Regions from separate parts of the Zea mays genome. Here region 2 is linked to region 1. A link is a contact called in public Hi-C data. All regions are on one chromosome and are shown on one strand. The core of a region is the stretch at or near the end of the contact, and the rest is flanking DNA. Distances in the headings are between cores, read along the strand shown. Region 1 holds the start of LOC103626108 (CDPK-related kinase 3). Region 2 has its middle 60 kb from the start of LOC100191931.

Evidence for each region. A called contact is a pair of places that touch in the nucleus more often than the background predicts.
Region 2: a Hi-C map of leaf shows a contact between it and region 1, with 6 times the contacts expected there. The contact joins the enhancer-like site here to the promoter of LOC103626108 in region 1. A contact is called at or near these places in 2 of 25 Hi-C or Micro-C datasets (ear and leaf).

What each region holds. Positions count from the first base shown.
Region 1 is chr5:23,751,790-23,755,639 of Zm-B73-REFERENCE-NAM-5.0, reverse strand. It overlaps LOC103626108 (CDPK-related kinase 3), which reads right to left and starts at 1,315. Exons shown (of 11, transcript XM_008646484.3): 1 at 458-1,315. The coding sequence starts at 1,096.
Region 2 is chr5:23,838,520-23,842,558 of Zm-B73-REFERENCE-NAM-5.0, reverse strand. No RefSeq gene overlaps it. Among protein-coding and RNA genes, the nearest start is that of LOC100191931, 60 kb to the left of the region's middle. Within about 2 kb of position 2,533, at least 19 of the 20 cell types and tissues checked have an H3K27ac peak or open chromatin away from gene starts, as enhancers often do. A contact at or near this core is called in ear and leaf, where this site is marked.

The sequences.
Region 1 (3,850 bases), core at 66-2,565:
AAAGAAAGAACAAGAAAGCAAGGAACAGGGGATAGATGGATGAACAGCTGAACACTCAGATCATATAAACAGGCAAAGCATTAAATGCGCCATTGCTGAAACAGGATCTCTACAATGTACTTCTAACCCTGCGGGGAAATGCCAATACCATGGCAAAAAAAAAAAAAAAAAAAAAAAAACTGATCACCGTGCAAGGCAGCCAAGAAACAAATGATGAACTTATGATTGCAACATCTGTGCTAGTGGCAATGCAGAGTTACTGGATTATTGTTGTGAAACTAACAACCAAACCATGGTGTACTAAGCGAGAGTTAAAAAGATCAAGACAGGACGGCAATTCTACACCCCCAAACACACACATAGTTGGTTCATGATCCGCTGGAGAAACCGAGGCCATTGAAACTGGTAAGATCGCGCGTTCAGTAAAAGAGTGGTGTGAGATCACGAGTAGCAAGACCTTGGCTTTGGAGATGACCTTGACAGCCAGGACCTGGCCTCTCATGTCTCCCTTGCGGGCACGCACGAGGCAGGTGTGTCCGAAATGGCCGCGGCCCACCTCCTTCCCTAGCTCGTACTTGGCGGCGAACTGGCGGTCGTAGCCGAAGCTCTTGTCAAGCTCCCGCTGCCCAGCGCCACCCCCGGCGCCTCCCGCCCCGTGCTCCTGGATCGGGACCTCGACGGGCGGCATGGGCACCTGCGACGCGGAGGCCGGCGACCGGTGGCCGAGCCGGCGCGCGAGGGACGCCTTGATGTGCTTGGCCGGGGACGGCGGCGGGAACGGGCGGCGGAAGAATCGGCGCGGCGTGGACACCGAGGTCGCCGGCGACGGCGCGATGCCATCGGGGAGCCCGGGCGCCCAGGGGCTGCCGGCCGCCGACGACCGCGCCGGCGTCGCCCCGGCCCCGGCCCTGCCCCCGCGCGGCGTCCCCGCCGGCGACGGCCGCGCGCTCCGCCTCCCTCCTCCTCGTCCTCCCCCTCCCCCTACCGACGCCGCATCCTCCGGCCCTCCCGCCGCCGAGACCGTGATGGTGGTCGCCCCCACGCCGCCGTCGTCGGCGTCGACGCCGTGCACGTTCCTCGCGTAGCACTGCCCCATGGCCGCCGGCCGGTCCCGGCGATCACCGGAGCTCGCGCACGGGAATGCGGGGTCCGGTAGCCGGGGGGCGCCGAGATTTATAGCTCCGGAAGCGTGCGAGGAGAGGGGAACGGGGGGCGGGGAGTGGCAGTATTAATGCAGTGGACGAGGGGGCGACGAGAAGGAAGGCAGTGGAGGGTGGTGTGACGAAACCAAACGGGAACTGAAGAGGGAAAAAATGAATTGCGGCAGCAGCAGACCCCGCATTGGACGCGTTGAGGGTGACGGACTGCGCCTGCCGCCTGCGCGTGTGGGCTGCGCGGCCGGGGGTGCGGGGGGGCTCGCGTGACGGGAGACAAGGGACGAGGGGGCTCGTCGAACCGTCGAAGTGCATGACGCGTGGAGCCATTTTCAATTGAGTGGAATCGGCCCACATGGCGGTGTCCGAGGGCCTGAACATTTCGTGTGTTCTGTGGTGAGTATTTGGCACGATCCCGTCGAAATTTGAACTTGGCCGTGGACCCGTGGTTGAGATATGGAAATGCTCGCTCCTACGGGCGTTGAAATTTGAAAGAAATAGACTACATTTCCAAGTGTCTGCTAGCTTTAATCCTAATAATAGCACAATATATATGGCGTGGATGTTTGTTTGTTTCGTCTTGTAATAGATGGTGGTATTCCATTGTTTGTCATTTTTATCAAAATGTGTGCTTTAATAACTTACCTTTGCATTTTGATTTAAGAAAGTCACCATCCTTGTATTTTGTCGGATCGATACCGACAAATCGTTATTCTTTTGTGGACATACCGTTACGTGCTAATGCCACGACGAGCAAACTTTTATTTTGTCGGATTGATACCGACAAATCATTATCCTTTTTGTGGATAGACCGTTATGCGCTAACGCCACGACGAGCAAACCTAGATCTGCCACTAGCACGTGGGAATACGCCAACATAGGTGGCATCGATAATGTAGGTAAATTTTATGACACTTTCAGCTAGATTCATCCTTTGGTGGATGACAGTAGCTCCTCTATAGAATCTAATAGTTGTCTTATGAATCATAGAATAACTCAATATTGTTCTATATCATGCTCTAAACTAATTGAAGTTACGCACAAATATACCTCTATGTGTATTATTCGTCCAATGGGTATGTAGTAATAGGCTTTCCAGTTTTACATTAAGGTGATTGATTCGCATCAACTTCATAGCATTACCACGAAAACCAGTTGGATCATAAAAGCAAGAGTGATGGCCATGGAGCAAGAGTGATGGCCATGGAGTTTTTATATATCGTGGACGCGGCACCATCTCTTTCAAACTAAACCTGACAATGTATAGCGGTCTACATCGGTGCATGGACCAATTTTGTCGTTGCCCCTGAAGAGCTACTAGTGAAGTTTATGATGTAAAAATAAAGACGGAAGAAACAACCACAATTCAAATTCGGATCTATGCATGTTGTGTGTTGATCTTTTTTTAGATATATAATAAGAATCAACGACCTTCACCTCAACAGAGGGTCCGCACCTCTTATTACATACAAGAAATCTGACTCACAACCATCATGCAGTATGAGAACTACAACTAGCGCAAAAAATTAAACAGTGATAAGATTTGTGAACCGCCATCTGAAACCGGCAAAGATCTCTATGACCACCGACTCCAGTGTGCGGCACACATCATTCACCATTGCCTTGTCCAGTTCATGTTGTTGCAGTTGTGCCCAGAAAAGCGGCACCAATAAATCCCTCTGTAAAGTACCTGTAAATAGGTTTTGAGTGAACATGATCCAAACACCAATATCGTTTCTACTAAACCATATAACCCAACACATAGCGTCCACCCACGACAAAAGGATTTGTGAAGATAGATGACGATGAACTTGGCATGGCTTTGGTTACCGGTCTAAACTTGATATGCCAACGGGGTAACCTAGGTTGGTTTAATTTTAGCTTTTTTTTACGATTTTCATTTAAGTTTGGATATAGAGTATAAACTAAAAGATATATGTGTTTTGTTGTCTAGATGAGTGTGAGTATGAGTTTTAGAGCTAGGTTGTTTGCTCCAATCCTTTATCTGTGTATAATTTTAGTTTTTTACCATTTAGATGTGGAGGGGGGCGGGCAGACATTTAATTACGTGAAAACTGTTGTTTATATATAGTAGAGATTTCCTATACATTATCGTGCCTTGTCGTTAAAGTACGGTGCATCGTCCTACGCGGAGTACGGTGCCATTTTGTGTCGAACGGCTCTAGTTCCACTCCAAAATACTAGTACTACGACGTATTTCTCTAGGGTATACATGTGCTGTATACCCCATCCCCTGCATATCTCTAAGAACATTGATTCGTCAGTAATACAAATCTGCGAGGCCACAGCGATTAATTAATTTCTAGATATCCGTCCACGGCCGATCAACGGATATTCTTTTCAGGAATTTACGTTCTCGTTTAGTAGTATTCCCCATGCCGCGCTGTGATTTGGGTTCCGCGCATTTATGGTCGCTTGAAACTGTCATGCTCGGCTGCGGACAGGCCTGGTGGTCCTCGATCGCCGCAGTAGCGTCTCTCGCAAGTCTCTCTTCCGTGGCGCTGCACGTACGTACGTACTGTACGTACGTAGGGCCTTTAGTTTTCTTCTACGTACGCGTTGCATCACACGCAGAAGAAAAAGTAGGAGATGAGATGACCGCAACTGATAGATATATTGGCCGCTGGCTGTTGCTAACCATAACCGGCCCCTAATATAATCTGATGGGCGCTTTT
Region 2 (4,039 bases), core at 1,284-3,783, 86 kb before region 1:
ATAGCAAAACATTTTTAAAATTTTGGTAACAACTCCCATATCCATTGTCCTATCATTTTGAATCAAATTTATATGTTTTGTAAATTGTGAGATTCAAACTCTCAACATCTCTCTCGTGCATACCCTACTCTAACACAACACTACTACATCAATTATGTCTATATTACGTTTTCATTCCTCATGTACTATAACAAACCGAGAGTAATTTAATTATTCGAGGCACTAAATGAATTTATTTGAAAATGTGACCAACTATAAAGTTACATAACTTTTTAAGACGTACAAGTTATATTTTGATAGTTTCTACATCCGAGGCCGTTACAAAATTTGAATTTCAAAACTTCACACGAATTTTTCAATGATAAGATGAATTGAAATAAAAAAAAGTCAATTACAAAGTTTCATTACATTTCAATACCTATAACTTTTGTTTTGGTGGGTTTTCCATCCGTGGTAGTTTGAAAAATTCAAACATAGTTTTACATTACAAGATGATTTCAAATCAAAAGATTGTCAACTACAAAGTTTCATAACTCTTCAATACCTACAACTTTCATGTTGTGGTTTTTTCTTTCGAGGTCGTTTTCAAAATTCAAAATTTAAATTTTTTAAATTCAAACATATTTTTTGTTGACAAGATGACTTCAAATGAAAAAGTTGTCAACTACAAAATTCTATAACTTCTCAAGATCTACAAAGTTTTTTTGGTTGTTTGGTCATTTGTTCATCTCACATGATGGTTCTAACATATGCACAAATCTTATACATCTCTCTCGTAGTTTCTAAACTACGAGATAAATATAGGTTTTATGAACAAATTTACTTTTATTTTGTCATACGAAGAAATGTTCAAAATATAAATTATACATCATGACGAGTTATAAAAATTCGTAGTTGAAAACTTTTTCATTTAGATTGATTTACTGCTTTAAAATGTGATTTCTAAATTGTGTTGTCTAGTGTTGAAAAAAGCACTCGGCAAAGAAGCGCTTTGCCAAGTGTTTTCTTTTACCGAGGGTTTTTTTGCTTGACATTCGGCAAAAAGTTTTTTTACAGGGTGCAAAAAAACACTCGGTAAAATATTTGGCGCTCGGTAAAGAGCCGAATTCCAGTAGTGATAATTAGAGTTGTATTTTTTTAAAAAAAAATACTTTGTTGCTGCTCATATTTCTAAGTTCTGTAAGAACAATAATTGTGTGGAAATGAACATTATATATATATATATATATATATATATATATATATATATATATATATATATATATATATATATATATATATATATAAGATGTGTGTGTTTTTTGTTTCCAAAAACACACATTTTTGCCTCAAAAGACAATATGCGTGTTTTTGCAGCTCAAAAGACAAATTGCCCATGTGCGGCGCGGGGCGGAGGCGGTGGCTATTGGAAGGTGCCAGATGCGTGTGGTGCGCGCTGCGTTTCTTCTTCTCCGTGCCTGCGTCCAGCTGGGGCGCCGCTGCAGACTTGCGGTTGCGGGTTGCGGCTGGGGAGGGGTCGCGTTGGGTTCAGACGACGATACATGGCGTTGGGTTCAGGCTTCGCTCCGGTGGCGGACTTGACGTGGCCTCGACGACCTCAGCTCTCCTAGCTGGTGCAAGTATTGGCGGATGTTCGTTTTGGTTTCCAAGTTTTTATTTGATACTATCATCATTTGGTTGAACAGGGCAGCACGACACTATATATATGTATTTCATATTTCAAGGTCTTTAGAGTAGTAGTATTATATTGACATCGTGTTCGATGATCACCATCCATGCGTGATTCGGCGCTTGGAAACGAAATGGTTTGGAGAAGGCCGGTATGGCGACAACGAAAAAGGTTGACGTACAACGCGCGTGCTGTTGTGTTGTCCCCGCTTTGATCCGTTCGTTCGTTGGGGGCGTTTCAATTCGTCGGAGTTGACTGCGGCGGAACGGGGAGGCTTCTGATGATGCTAGCTAGCATGCTGATGCCACCCACCATAACAAACTAACGAAAATGCATGCATGCATGCATGGCTGTGGCTCCCTTCCTGACGATCCGCGCTTCAGTCAACGCTGCGCTAGCTCTCTCGACACGGCCATCCGGGAAGAGGCCGGCCTCCGATCCGTGGTGCGCCACATAGGTACAAGGCATGCTTGTGTGGCTAGCTGGAACTCCCGGGCGGATACGTACGTGCGGGCCGCGTGGGTTCCACCTCCAGTCTTCCACAAGACTCGAGACGCATGCATCGCCCCCCTCACGCATAAATTTCGGCGGCTAATTTGGATTCCCGTCCCGTCCCGTCACACGCCGCGGTGCGTGGTGACGATCACATATATCAGCAGTGAGTTAGATTCCTCCAAAGCTTATCGAGCAAGCCTGTCTGAGTCTGTCCATGTCGACCACGGCCACGAACCTGGATGATCGATGATGCATGCATGAGAGAGGAGGTTTTGGTTGATATGGTGGCGGCACCATCCACACCATGCCCCTGCCCGTTCGGCTGCTAGGTTCGTTCATTCTGGCCCCCTCGGTCACTCTCACACGGCACGGCGTCCTGGCCTGACCGCAGCAAGCTTGGCGTGTCTCTCTCGTGCACACACACCTGCTGACGATGGCGTCTCGATCGCCCCGGGACCTGGGGTTCCACCAACAAATTAATAAGCTTGCCGTACGTCATGCCGATCGGCCTAGCTAATTGCTACGCATGGCATATGGGTGCCAAGTTGGGTGCGCGTCGTATACATACCTCGTACGCACGGCATGGGCATGGCACTATGGCAGGTCTGCAAGCTAGCTAGGGGCCGCCTGACTGACGGAGCATCGGTTTGTGGCGCGAGAGTGGGCCCAGCTGCCGCCCCCTGCGCGCACCTCGCAGCCAGGCATTCATTTCGTGTGTGGGACGCGGCGGGGAAGCTAGCTAGGGGGCCATCGGGTGGATCCGTGGAGGAGGCTGGCAGGCACGGCCGCTTGCGTTGCGTCTGTTACAAAATATTATATATTGTATATGTGACTAATCCAAAGGGTGCGACAGATTCTCCATGAGGAACATCCCCCTTAGGATACACCCCTTCACATGTATATAATCAGAACTCCCTGCAATAATAAAGTACAACTGTCATTTGTCTCTCTCTCTCAATCTTAAGACCACTGCGTATACTTCAACACGTTATCAGCGCTGCTCTAAGAGCGCTCTAAGATCAGAGAAGAAAATTTCTGCTGAAGTTCCTTGCTCGTACGAACAAGAAGGCCAAGCCTAACACTACCATTAACGGGCGGTTGCAAAAGTTAATGCATCGAGACATTGATCAAGGGCAGATCCTGCCGATCTGGATATTGTGCAAAGAACATTAAAAATGGTAGGATCATTACCCTTTTCTGATGTGTTCTTTTGACACTGTCGTCCTTTCAAATTCTACACAAATTGCATGATGACATTGCCTGGCGCCCTGGCCGTGGCTTCGTGGGCTACAGAGGCCATGAATGCTTGCCAGATCCCACCTCGCAAACTGGCAGGGTCCGCTCATGGCCAAGGCCGCGCAAGCCCTCATGTTGAGGTCGAGCGCTCGCCCGCGTGAAGCCCCGCAGGGGCTGCACCTGTCTGAATGCAACTGCATGGGATGCGCGCACGCGATGTGGACGTACCAGTGCCGCGCCGGTACAGAGCCTCGCCAGGGGACTCGCGCGTGCTCGCGTCGGGAAGCGCGCTTGCGCTGCCATGGCCACAAACCGAGGCAGTGACCACGCCAGGGACAAGGCCGTCGCGCCCATGCCCACGCCGGGGCCACGCCTGCGAGCCGCCGGGCCGCGGCGAGCCGCCGTAGCGCTGCCAGGATTGTGCCCGCCCACGCCGGGGGCCCGCGCTCCTGCCTGGCCGCCATTAGCGCGCACGCCCGCGCGCCATTGAGGGCCGCGCCCGCCGCACCGGGGCCGCCCGTGCCGTGCCGAGGTTGGGGCCGCGAGCCCGCAAGCCTGAGCCGCCTGCGCGCGTCGTCGCGGAGCCACGCTGCGAGCCACCGGGGCCGCGCGCCATGGCCGCCGAGTCGGCCGCACCCG